Linked DNA regions of Mus musculus: region 1 is linked to region 2. The links are chromatin contacts, called in public promoter capture Hi-C maps. All regions are on one chromosome and are shown on one strand. The core of a region is the stretch at or near the end of the contact, and the rest is flanking DNA. Distances in the headings are between cores, read along the strand shown.

What was found. Promoter capture Hi-C pulls out the DNA fragments that hold promoters and counts their contacts.
Region 1: a promoter capture Hi-C map of pre-B cells shows a contact between it and region 2. The contact joins the promoter of Depdc1a here to the promoter of Lrriq3 in region 2. A contact is called at or near these places in 1 of 39 promoter capture datasets (pre-B cells) and 1 of 484 Hi-C or Micro-C datasets (CD8 T cells).

Annotation. Positions count from the first base shown.
Region 1 is chr3:159,493,974-159,501,351 of GRCm38.p6, reverse strand. Depdc1a (DEP domain containing 1a) reads right to left here and starts at 5,919. Exons shown (of 12, transcript NM_001172092.1): 1 at 5,786-5,919; 2 at 2,723-2,988. The coding sequence starts at 5,833.
Region 2 is chr3:155,092,070-155,098,970 of GRCm38.p6, reverse strand. Lrriq3 (leucine-rich repeats and IQ motif containing 3) reads right to left here and starts at 5,537. Exons shown (of 8, transcript NM_028938.2): 1 at 5,301-5,537; 2 at 18-266. The coding sequence starts at 266. It overlaps Fpgt (fucose-1-phosphate guanylyltransferase), which reads left to right and starts at 5,593. Exons shown (of 4, transcript NM_029330.2): 1 at 5,593-5,672. The coding sequence starts at 5,615.

The sequences.
Region 1 (7,378 bases), core at 4,670-7,169, 4.4 Mb before region 2:
AAAAAAAAAAGAAAATAATAAGATTTCATCTTGCACCAGTCAGAATGACTAAGGTCAATAAAACCAGGTTATGGCAACAAGCATGTAGAATAAGGGAAACAATCATCCATTGCTGGTAAGAGCAAAAACTTGTACAACCACTTGTACAATCACTGTGGCAGTTCCTTGAGAAGATTGAAACCAATCCACCTAATGATCCAGCTATACCTGTCTTGGCATACTCCCGAAGGTCTCTCCATCCTACTACAGAAACTTTTGATTAATCATATTCATTACTAATCTATTCATAATAGCTAGAAATTGAAAACAACATAATGTTCACCAATGGATGAATGGATAAAGAAACTATGATATATTTATTTAGCAGTTAAAAAAGGGGGAATCAGAAAATTCATAGTTAAATGCATGGAGCTTGAAAAAAATTCATCTTCAGTGAAGTAACTCATACCCAAAGACAAATATGGTATGTATTCACTTATATGTGGTTGTTAGCTGTTAAGTCATTGATAATCAAGCTACAATCCATAGGACCACAGAGTTAGAGAATAAGGGGCTAGGGTGGAAGAATAGATGTCCCAAGAAAGGGGAAATAGAACTGATAGCTATGGATGGAGGAATGAGTGTATGTGGGGTGGGTGGTGGGGGAGGGGGGGCTAGAACAGGACAATCAAGTGGGAAAGAAGGGGGAAGTGAGGTGTGGGGCAAGCAAGTGATCTGGAGAAGAACATCTAAAACTAAGGGCCATTTGGAAACCTAATATAGTAATATAGTAAAAACTTCTTTAATATATACATATATGAAAAAAATCTAAATAAAAATCACCAAATAACTAGTGAGACAAAGCCCCAACTGGATATCTTTCATCAACAATGAAGCTTCCAGTACCAGCAATGGGTCACATCTAATTGAGTTGTTGGTCAAAGAGGACCCATAAGAATCCCAAACAACCCAAGTTAATGCCAAGACTATTGGTAGCTCTCCACAAACCTATGGTAAAACCCTGCTGCTGAAGACAACACCAACACAACTCATTAAACATGAAAAAACATGGTGCCTACATAAAGCCTTCAACCCTATTTGCTAACATCTTTAATACAGGAAGTTACTCTGAACACTATGAAAAGAGAAATGTAAACACTAACCTAGCCATAAACCCTTTGATCTACAATAGCGTCCTGCCTACAAGATATACTAATGAAATGGGGGTACAAAGCTGATAGAGGTAACCAACCAATATCTGATTTGACTTAAGTCCACCCAATGAGATGGAATTGATACCCAATACTGCTTGGCTGACCAAGAACCTGGACTAGATAAACTAGGCTAAAACCAAACATTACTATTTTAAAACAAAACAAAACATAGCAATGACACTTAATGACATTCTGCTATACTCATAAATCAGTGTCATGCTCAGCCATCATCAGAGAAGCTTTTCTCTGCAGCAGGTAGGAATAATGTACGGAGACCCACACAGCTAGACATTATGCTGAGTGAGAGATCTTGGAACACTTGTAAATGTAAATGGAATGTCTCCATCAAATCCCTCCTCTCAGGTCTCAGAAAAAAACTGAAGAGAAGGTGAAAGAGTGTATGAGCCAGATGAGATGGAGAACAGTAAAGAATAAAGACCTTCTAGATACAAGAGGACTGGCACACAGATGAATTCATAAAGACTATGGCAGAATGCTCAGGGTCTACATCATATGGGGTCTTACAGCTGAAAGAGGTAGATATATACACCCATCCCTCACCCAGAAGCTATCTGCAATTGATATCCTCTTGCAAATGAAAAATTAGTTTTCTTCAAGGGAAAAATTAGTTCTTTCTGGGGAAACATAACATTCTTAAGGGTATTGCCCTGCACCCAGCAGTAGAACTTGATGACATCTTTGAAGGTTCTCTGTCTCATAATGTTAAGACGTGTTTTGTTTTGTTTACCTTATAGGTCCTTTACCTAAGCCACATATTATGACTTCATATTTTGTGCTTCTATGGGATTCTTAAGAGTGTCAGTGTGTGTGTCTCTGCATCTATAATCATTTCTTGTGCTTTTTCTTTGGGTCTTTTCCTCCTTTGGTTGTTTTATTATATTCTGATTTATTTCTTATTTTCAATACTTTATTACTATTCCTTATATATTTATATATATTCCTTTTTTGTTTTTCCTAAGAGAAGAAGGATGTGGATCTGGGTGGGAGTAGAGGTGTGGAGTGATTAGGAGTTGAGGTAGAGAAATGAATAATCAGAATATATTGTACAAAAATCATCTATTTTCAATAAAAGAAAAAAAAAGACCAGCAATACCATTCTAAAAACATTACTTGTGTGAAAGAAGCTGCTATTGCAGTAAAGCTATAGAAAATATGGAGTTACAACTACATTGTAATTTCAAGTTTTTTCTTTCTTTGTGTTTTTTTTTAAATTTTTGAAATTAAAATTTGATTATATGATTTCCCCCTTCTCTTTTCCCCTTTAATCCTTCCCAATAACCCCTCCTTGCTCTCTCAAATTCATGTATATATTTTATATACATATTTCAAAAATAGAAGCACAACCTGCTCAATCCACATAAATTACTTGTAAGTGTATGATTTCAGGGATGACCAACTGGTATTGGATAACTATTTTGGGTGCTTTTTACCAAGGAAGACTATTTCTCTTTGGTAGAATGGTGAAAGCAGAGGAAATTAGGCTTTGTAATGATATATCAATTCAGTACCTGAATAGTTGATTGTTGTCATCAAGGCTTTCCGATCCCCATCTACCTTTGATATCTTCAATCACATGATTCTTAAGAAATTTTCTCAATAGTTGAATAGTCTGTTGTCTTGTAACTTCAGGACCAAAATTACTATTACTTCTTAACAGATCATAAAGCCAATCTATAGCTTCAACTGCAGTGAAACAATTGCTATATTTTTTTAAATGTTGTCTATGTTTTCTTAAAGGCATTCCTACTCGAAAAGATGTGGTTACTTCATTCCACTGCAAAGAGAAGAAAAATACTTTAAAAAAAGAAACTATATATAGCAAAAATGAAACCTCATTGATATGGGTATGTAGCCAGTTATAGGCTAGTTTGGGCTACATGAGGCCCTATCTCAAAACAACCAAATGGAATGAAGAAAATCTTTAGAGAAAGAAAATTCTTTATTCCACAGGTACTTAATTATACTGTAAATACTATTGAGGAAAATCATCTTATCTGTGCTACATAAAATCTTACTTCACAGATTTCTCATTACTAATTCTAGTGTCAAGATAGTATTTTATTTTAGTAGGCTTTCTTTACTAAATATTCATTGGGCATTCAATTACTTAGGAGAGTTCAGAATGAAAAGAAGTATAATATTCTTAGTCAATGGAGCATTTACTATTAGATTTTTTTAATATGCTGGTATCTTTTACATAAACATAAGTTTATGTTCAGTTTTTAAGTATAAATCTCACAGTTTTATAAGATAATATCATCTCACTTTCATATAAGGAAAAAGAAGCACAGACTGTTAACTTGACCAAGATCATATATCTAAATGATTGGTTTTCAACCCTCCTAATGCTGGGACCCTTTAATAGAGTTCCTCAGGTTGTGAAGATACCCAATCATAAAATTATTTCATTGCTACTTCATAACTGTAATTTTGCTGTTATGAATTGTAATGTAAATATCTGATATACAGGATATCTGACATGTAATCAATCCTCTAAGAGGTCACAACCCACAGGTTAAGAACTGATGATTTAAACATTCAAGTGGGTCTATAATTCTATAATTATATGCCTATAATTCCAGAGGCTGAGCATGAACTTTGTTATGTTCAAGTCCTGGATAGGCTACAAAGTGAGTTCAAAGCCAGCCTGCACAACCTAGTGAAACCCCTATTCCAAAATTAAAAGTAGAACTGGTGCCATAGGTTTTTTTTTTTTTAAATCACAAAATAAAATTGAAACAAAATGAACAAACAACAGCAAAAGACAGATTCTCTGTCTAGAATCTGTGTTCAATTACTGTACTAGCCAGATAAGATTTCTGGCATGCAGCAATTATAATGCCAAAGGGCTTTTAATGCTAGGTATTTAGTACAGTATCTCTTATGAAGATTCCTATAGTGCTGGGCCTAGTGGCAAAGCTTGGTGGATCTCTGTGAGTTCAAGTACAACCTGGTCTGCATGGTGAGTAGCAGGACAGCCAGAACCACATAGAAAGACCTGCCTTAAAACAATCAATCAAGCAAACAAATATCTATAAGGAACATAGATAGTAGAGATAAAATGATTAGTAAAACAAATCCATTGCACATTTAATGAACTTATGAATATTTATGTAAAGAAAACCATTTATTTTCTGAGTTACCTTCAAATACATCAACTTTCTAGATTTGTGACATCAACACTAGAACATAATACAATTAACACAACTTTTTAATAGAAAAAAATCATGTTAGAAACAGATTATTAACCTTATATATGAGACTATTAATTATATTACTACTGTATCACGTGTAAGATCACAATATTGGTTTTACAGCTGAAAAACAGTAAATATAATTATTTTTCCCCAAACCTCTCTCATTACTTTCAAGAAACTGTACTGAACTGCTTCACCACAGTAATAAAGTAACATGTGACTCTGCACTCACAGATGTCACAATATTTTTGAAATGTGATGGATTTGTAAGTTCCCAGGCTGAAACATTTTGTATTTGCTTAAACTTTAGTCTTACTTTTTGTTTATAAATCTTTGTTCTTTCCTTCCCTGTACCTCAGTATCCTTGTATTAATATCTATCTTGTGGTAATCAACAAAACCCTTATTTTATGTAAATTTTTGTTAGTACTTGACATTTTTGTGTGTGGGGGGTTGCTTATGTTACTTTCATATAAGATGGTAAATTCATATAAGATGTGACAGGACTACCTCATTAAGGTACATTTCAAAACTAAATTCCATCCTTTCTACTGATAAACATAACCACCACTACTTGTTGAGCACTAGAATATCAAGATCACCCTGACAGAAAGTGGTACATTTTCTAGTTCTTCCATCCATCATTTATGTGGCTTTCAGAGAGTTCCTTCTTTGAAACTTAGTTCCCACAAGGTAAAGTAGGGCCAGCATTTGTGAGAAGACAATTTGCTTGTTATTCTATAGACTATCACACATTCTCATACACAGAATATTTTTAGAAAATCTCTTAAAGTGGGCATGTATTGTGCCATTGTACCAATGTGGAAACTGAGGTTAGGTGAATCTCAATGTAATCCAAATGCGCAGCCCCAGTGACTATTAAAAGTGATTACTAAAGTACTCGGGGTTTAGGTTGAATAGTTCTTTCCTAGTGCTACTCACAAATTCTATAGGGTCAATAAGCCAAGCTGTCATGCCTGGGCTTCCAGACTTGAAACTTTAATTTCTAATTCTGAGAGGCTGTAGATTACAAGTGAAAAGTGGCTAAGACTATTATGCGAATCAGGGGGAAAGAAGACATCTGAGGAGTTGTCTCGCAGAGTCAGAAAGTGATACAATTTTGGGGTAGAGCACTTTGGATCTGAAACTGAGAAATACCAGAGAGGAGTGCAAATCAAAGACCCGGACAGGAGCAGCTGCATCTCAGCACCTTTCCCTCAGCACCTTTCTCCGAAATCTAGGCGCCTTGGCTCACTCGGGATACCAGATCCCTGGCTCACGAATCTAGTAGCTCTGAATCCCCTCAGGAAACTTTTTTACACCCAGGATCCCTCGGAAAACCTCGGTCTCTGGTCCCTCTCCTCCACGTTCTTACCAGCTTGGTGGCCCGGTAAGGTCCAAGAGGAGCACCCTGACGCTCCATGCTATCATTGCCGGGCTGAGAGGCTGCGGAAAGTGCGCGGTAGCAGGAACCTCTGTGGCCTGGAGTTGGTGTCGGAAACAACTGCCGCGCTGCTGATTTGAATATCTCCGAGCGAAGCTGATTGGCGGCGCCATTGAGTCACATGATGCTACACGGAGGGGAAGGCGCTGTGACGCGAGCACAGCTTGTCTGGGTGGTGCAGGAGAGCTGTGGAGCACAGAACCAAAGCGATTGTATAGCTAAAGAATGGCACGACAGCAGAAACGACTCTCCCTTCTTGATTCTAGGGGCTCTTCAGCAATGTTAATATAAGCCAGGCTGGGTTTCACCCGGACACTACCCCTAAAAGACCTCGGTGTGTGTTTGTTTATTTTCTTTCAAGCTCTGTCTCTGTCTGTCTCTCTGTCTCTGTTTGTCTCTGTCTCTCTCTGTCTCTCTCTGTCTCTCTCTCTCTCTCTGTCTCTCTCTCTGTCTCTCTCTCTGTCTCTGTCTCTCTGTCTCTTTGTCTCTCTGTCTCTTTGTCTCTCTCTCTCTCTCTCTCTCTCTCTCTCACACACACACACACACACACACACACACACAAGTTTCAAACCCTGGACAAGCAGCTTAGATACCTATTTGACATATCAAAACAGACTTTACTTGCAGGTTTCCCTATCATCTTTCAGTCCCTACCTGTTAGAGGGTAGTGCTGGCTTATGTGACATGTGTACACCAAATGTCTATATTTGCCATGATTTAATATGATTTTTTCAATTAAGATGAATTATTACTGTTTAAAAATCAGTTGTCTTTAGTTGTACTGTTTTATAGGACCAAGATACATACATTTGTGTGTTCACACCTCTGTAAAAATTCCTTTGACTTGCTCTTCTATCACCTTCTAGAAAAGGTAGTGATTTATATAATAACAATGACATAGAAATCATTTGCACAGAATAGTGAAAACATTATGAATTTTTGTTGTCGTTGTTGAGAAAAGGTCACCAAAAAGTCTGGAAATTAACCTTTATAGTAGAAATTCATAGAAAAAGGAACATTCTCTTAAAGTAGTTGACATTTATTTATAAATTTCACATCATCTGTTTTCTTGTCCACATTTTACTTGCAGTACCAACATTTTCTTTCTCCGTCTACTTCTCTTATTCTTTTGCACGATCTTTAATATGTATGTGTATTTACTAATATGTGTATTTGTATATGGTCTGATTTATTCGCTGCTTTACTAGCTTCATGAAGAGAAGATTTATTGAAAAATTGGAAGAACATCAATCTGGATGAATGGGTCTGTAAAGGTTTACTCTATGCAAAAAAAGTTGTCTCTTTTAGAAGTTTTTCTCTTAATTTGCCTAAATTTACACTGAGCACACATTCATGATTTATATAAGTTGTGAAGTAAATAAATCAATGATGTATTTTCTAAATCACTATGATAACCTTAATGAACTATGTGGAATGTGTGGAAAAGTTATGAAGCCTTTCTTTTTGGTAGGGTCTGTTTAAGAAGGAAATACCAGAGCTGATTGTGATTTAGAGTGAGCCACA
Region 2 (6,901 bases), core at 4,288-6,787:
CAGTAGTTAATGCTTACCTGGTTTCCATGGAGATCAAGTTTGATGAGCTTTTTGCAGCTCTGCAGTGGCTGAATGTCAGTAAGGAAGTTGTTAGAGAAGATGCACACTCTCAGAGAGATGCAGGTCTGCAGGTTCTCCATGGACTTCAGATGAAGGCCACTATACTTCACAAATACAAAATCTTTCTGATCTTCTATTATATTTTCATTATAGTGACTCCATTCCTCATGGCTGGTAAGCTCTTTTGTGATTGTTCCATGAAACATCTAGAAAAGATGGAGATTTATATTTAAGGAGGTAGGGGAAACAGGACTGAAGCCCTGAGGGCCAACAGAAAGAATGGGAACAAGAAACCTCAGGAGGTAGGAGGTGGGGGGACCCTCTAAAACATTACCAGAGAGCAGGGGGGTAAAAGACTCTCAGGACTTAAAGTGAGGAAACTTAGATGAAATGCCCTACAGTGGGGAGAGGGAACTTCTAAAGCCCAACTCCAGTAGAAAGAAAGTACATCAAGTAGAGAGATGGGATTGCCATCCCACAGTCAAAAATTCTGACGTAGAATCGTTCCTGTCTGAAAGAACTGCAGGGACAAAAATAGAGAAGAGCCTGAGGAAAAACGAGGTCTAGTGACAGGCCCAAATTGGGATCCAGCTCCAGGCCTGAAGGCCTGACACTATTACTGATGCTGTGGTGTGCTCACAAAAAGGGGCCTACCATGACTGCCCTCTGAAAGACTCAACAAGCAGCTGAAAGAGTCGCATGCAGATATTTGCACCCAATCAATGAATGGAAGCTGGTGAACCCTGTGGTTGAATTATGGAAAAGCTGGAAAAAGTTGAGGAGGAGGGCAACCCTGTAGGAAGACGAGCAGTCTCAACTAACCTGGATCCTCAAGATCTCTCAGACACTGGACCACCAACCAGACAGCATACACCAGCTGACCTGAGGCCCCCAACACACATACAGCAGAGGACTGCTGAGTCTGGACTCAGTTCAGAGAAGATGCACCTAACTCTGGAGAGATTTGAGGCCACAGGGATATTGTAGCAGGGTCACACAGGAAAAGGGACAGCACGGTCTTTTAATCAGGAAATGTATGGCTATTCTGAGAGAGAGTAGCCCAAATTACAAATAAGTTACCCTTCCAACTTTAAAGCCACATTCCATTCAGTAGACCCAGAAATGCAGGCTGCACCCACACTGTATCTCATTTCCTTTAAGCACATGGCTATGGAATCCTCTCCTTGAGTTTTCCTACCAATGACTTCGGGTTTTTTTTGTTGTTGTTGTTTTTTTGTTTTTTTTTTTCCATTTTAGGGTAAAGTTTTGTTTACTTTCAATGATAAGGACTTACAAGCAGGCAAGTATGGCATGTTTCAGAATAGAAAATATGGCTCATTTGGAGCCAGTAGCTGTTCCACAAGGAATGTCAGAGTACGACTCATACAATAAATGTGTCATTTTACTATGATTGTTTGCTTTATTTTTAAATATTTTCATACAATATAATTTGATCATTTCTTCCCTCTGCCAACACACTTCCCATACTCCACCAACTTTATCTTCCCTCAAAACAAACAAACAAAAAAAAAAACAAAACAACAACAATCACCCAAACAAAGATACTGGTGTACGAAAACCTGTCCCAGGTGATATTCATTCTCTAGGACACATCTCCTAATCTTCCTAAAAAGTTTCTCAGTCCCTCTATCTTGAGACCAAGCATTCAAATATATGCACCTATGGGAGACATTATCATTCAAGCTATCACACTGCTGGAAGGCACTATGCTTGCTTCCAAAGGAGAAACATTATCAAAATCACATATAGGTATAAACCCTGTGAGCTACAATAGTGGCCTTCCTGCAAGGAGTGAACAAGTGTGATAATGGCCCAAATGTTACAGTAGTAACCAATTACTGTAAATCGGATTTAAGGTCCTCTCCACAACTTGAAACTCATACCTGACCCTGTTAAGAAAGCCAAGAACCTCAGACTATATAGGTCATGGGTACTAGAGTAAAACCTAATATTACTAGTCTGCTAAATAAATATAGCAATAAAATGACTCAGAATGATGTATTACTATACCCATAGAAGAGTGCTTCATTCAACCCTCATTAGACAAGCTTCCTCTTGCATTAGATGATAACTAATACAGAGACCTAAAGGTAGACATGTAGCATGTGAGACACTTTGGAACACTCAGCCATAACTAGCATATCTTTATCACATCTCTCCTGCAAAGGGTGTTTTCTGTTGTTTTAGGTCAACAGAAGAATTTAGAGGTATAGTCTTCTTATAATGATTCAATTTCAAAGTTCTCCATTATTAAATTAGTATTATGAAGTAATATGTATTTGTTATAGTGAAGAGCCCAGCAGAGATCTACAGGTTACTACCAAAGTGAATATCTCACAACAAAGCCCACACTTGTCATTGCATATTATGTGGTCTTCACTCACTATGGATAAACATCAAGGACCCTACTTTTGGATCATATATATGCTTTATCTTGTCATGGACTGCTTGTCTTTAAAAACACTATTTTGTGTTTCCATCAGCAACAAGCTGAAAAATTATTCCTTTACATTCTTACTAGTATTTGGTGTATTGGTATTTTAAATCATGGCCAGTCTGGTAGCTATATAGGGGTACCTGAATTTTTGAATTTGAAATTCCTACATATATCTGATGCTGTGTTTTGGTTTGCCATCTGAGTATGTCCTCCAATGAGGTACTTCCTTTTTTAGCTTTTTTGATCATTTTTTGGTTGGCTGTTTGCTTACTGTTGAGTTTGAGTGCCTTGTATTATTTTGGATACCAGTGTTTCACCAACTATGTTTTGCAATGCTTTCTCCAAGGCAGCCACATTACTGGTTATTTTCTTAATTCCCCTTTTTAATCCAATACACAAAATCATATTTTTACAAACATGGTTCATACAATCAACATCCATCCTTATTAACAGCATCAAGATTCCATCCCTCTAATTAAAAGTGACATGCTTCACTGCATCGTGTATAAATAATATATATAGAGAGATGTGTAGTTTTATACAGCCACATCACTGTACATGAAGCTCTTATCTGAAATTATTCATCATTCTGATTATTCCATCTCATTTACTTTAACTTTTAGACAATATACATATTCAAAGAGTTTTATCTCTCTTCTTTTGTTAAAGTTCATTGGGTCTATTGTATGCTGCCAATATCCTCATGAGTGGGGCCATCTACTAAAGCATGGTTGACCTACCAGAGAGGCCACAGCCTTAAAGAAAATTGATTCAGCCTTTCCAAGCAGCTATGAATGGTCCATAGCCCCTCAGGTAGAAACAGGACTTATATAAGCTTTAACGACTGACCTGGTAAAATGCACTTACTGGTATACTAGTGAGAAGAATTTCATGAGGGGTAACCAACAACTTTCTGATTTAAGAATTTAAGTCACCCTCCATAAATAGAGCCCATATCTAACACCGCTATTAGAATCACAAATGTGTGGCCAGACAGGTAGGTCATGAAGTTCTACTGGAGAACCTACTACTACTATTAATCTACCGAACAGACATAGCATATTAAACTAACTCCCAATTATCTATAGCTACACCCATAGTTTAGTGCATCTCTCAACCCTCATCAGAAAGGTTTCTTTCTTTCTTTCTTTCTTTCTTTCTTCTTTTTGCAATATATGGCAACTAACACAGAGACTAATAACTGGTCAATGTGTAGAGAGTACAACTAAGCAGTGCTCAATTTCTGAAAGGTACACACACACACACACACACACACACACACACACACACACACAGTGTAGGGATCACTGTCAAAGGGAGGGAGAAAGAGGGTAAGTGCCGGAGGAGGTGGACACTGTTTTCTGGACATAGCAGGCAGCTGCACTCATGAACTCACAGCAGCTGTAACAGCACCCAAGGCCTGCACTAGCTCAAGACAGCACATTTCAGCATGGAATGGAAAGGTGGGTGTGAAGTACTATATGAGAAATTTAAATTTGGTTAATTTGTTTTCCACTTATAAGAATGTTTGGTAGGTACTCAAATATGTAGGCCTTTTTGACCTGTATTATTCCCTTTGGACCTCAACCTCCTCCTGTAGTTGAAAATAAATTCCCTCTCCATTCTGACAACTCACAAAATTGTCTAGCCAGCCCTGTCTTGATCTCCAGAACCACATACATGATGCACAGACACACAACAATTTCTACTATATTTGCACTAGTTTATTCTACATATCCAATATTATTACAGGTCTTCTCTTATGACTTCACTATGCTTCCCCATACATACCTTTCCTCAGCTCATTTAAATGTCATGTCATCCACTTTCAGCATCTTTTAGTAATTTCTCTCACAATCCACACTTATTTATTGGACAGGTGTTGTTGGTTAAGTGTTTCTATAATCTAAGCAATTTCTCTCCATCTCCCATTATTATCTTTTAAATTTCCACCAAATCTTTCCTGTTTGTGTTACTTTAGTAGACTCCAAATAAAGCTCTGCTTATATTCTTGCCATACCCACCAACATACTTCAGTGTGTCTGTGCCCTTTAAACATAAGGCAGGTCACCAAAAACCTGGGATGACTCCAGTTCACTCAAGACTATAAATTACAAGCTCTGACTGCTATTGCTGTTATTATCTATCGGGCCTTTCTGTATTTTCTTAATTTCCTTCAGCCGGAGTGTATTGTGAAACAGTTATCTCCTCCCCACAAATGTGTCCACTTTAAATACAGAATTAAATGCTGAGGTCAAGGCTTTAAGTGAAAAACTAAGCTTACTCAGAAACTTAAAAGTTCATAGGGAGCTGCTATGCAGAATTCTGAGTTAGATTTTAAAGAAGAGAAGCTTCTCAAGTCAAATTGTAGTGGTAAGATTTCTGGGTTTCAGACTGAAATGGCTTCCTCAAATAGCGTTCCTCTCTATGTACTATGTGAAAGATTAAAGAGATCAACCTGTAGTACTCGATATAAACTTATGCACTCTACAAGAGAAACACATATAACCACTCTATGAAAGTGTATTAAGTAAGACTGGTTCTTTCCAATATCTGGCACCTTTGGTTGAATCTCCTTGAAGCAAGTGAACACAACAGAGTGTGCAGTGCTGGCTAAAGGCGCTAGTTCAGTACTGGGCCTGGGAAGTTGGACAACTGAAGGGTGCAGAGTAGTCTGGCCCACCAGAAAGCATCCCACAGAGCCGAGCCTCTCTCTGGTTCAGGGGCCTGGCCTCCCTGGGAGGCTTCTGACAGGAATAGGAGCTCCGTGCGGGCAGGTCACCTCAGCATCTGGGTGGTGGATCCACTAATGGTGGGTGGGTTGGTCTTCTCGGTCGCACCGCGGGTTGTCAGACACGGTAAGGCAGGAACCCAGAGCTCCGCACAACCCGACCCCGCTAGGTGCCCGCCCATCTGCCCCACAGATCGTTGCCCAGGAAACGCCGCTTGCGCACGCTCACGCCATCCTAGCTTTTCAAGTCTCAGGGCGCTTCCAGGGCCGCGGTGACGTGGAGAGCATGGAGGAGGCGGGGCGGGGCGGGGCGGGGCGGGGTTTGGAGTGCGCGTGCGTGCTAAGTGTGCTCCCGGAAGTCGGCCATGGCGTCTCTCCGCGAAGCCACCCTGCGGAAACTGCGCAGATTTTCTGAGCTGAGAGGTACCAAGGCGGAACTGAGTTCTCTGCCCCCCTGCACGGAGAGCGCCTTCCCAAGGACCCCGCGCAGCTTCCTGTCCGATACCCCTTCCTGTCCGCTCCGTCCTGGCCAGGCCAGCCAGACTTTTCCCTTTTTCCCTTTTCCTCCTCTCTGTGCGAGCCTAAACTTAGATGTCAGGAAGGAGCAGTAAGAGAATTACCAACGGGAAGTAACACTGGCTTAACTCAGTGGTAGAAGACCTTTTGCTTAGAGTCTGCAGTAGTCGTTACCTTGTTTCTTTTCTTTTCCCAAGCCCCGCTGCTTAACTCCACTTTATTCCAATGTAAACCCCAATACGGAGGCAATCATGGCTTTAAATTTGATAATGTAAGTTTGGGGTACAGCTGTCTGGTAAAATTGATATTTATGAGTGCCTAAAATGTACGGTCTTATATTTGGATACCAGAATGATTGGAACTATTAAATCCAAGCTAACATGTCTGTCTCTCTCCTCTCCTTCTCCCTCCCCTTCCCCCTCCTTTCCTACCTATTCCTCCTTCTTATCTCAGTCCCTCCCTCCCTCTTTATCTTTCCCCTCCCTCTCATTCTCTCTCAACTTGTTAAAAACCTTATTAATATTTTTGCTGATTAGAGGGTTCCACTGATTCTTGAAAGTGCAATTTGTCATTTAATGAGTTCATTGAGAAGTTTAGTCCTGGGGTTTGTGTTGTATTCTGATTGCTTATATAAAGTGTAGTTTGATCATCGTTAATAAAAATATTAGAAGCTAGGACTGGTGTCGCAAGTCTGTACTGTCATCTACTTGAGACGCTAAGGCAGTAGGAACGAGGTTCAAGACCTACCTGGATTGCACAGACAAATAGACGATGATAATTGATAGACAGATAGATAATAGGTAGATCGATCGGTCGTGTGGTAGATAGATAGAAAATAAATATGAGTTCAGAGCCAATCTGTCAAGTAGTGGAAGAGTCCATGATTCACTGAAGAATGAGTCACCAAAGAATGATGCCCCAGATTCCAACAGTATGTAAACACAAAGAGTATTTATTCTGCAGAAGTCCAGCCTTCTGGGTCTCCCATTGCCAAGATAGAGAGACCCTGAAGTGAACTCGCAGGACCAATTTCAAGCACATTAGAGGAGTTCTGGGTTAGGTAGGCTTTGCCTTCCTCTATCTCTAGTCAAGTGCATTAGTGAGAAGGGGGGAAGTATAGAATAGAACTTCAATCT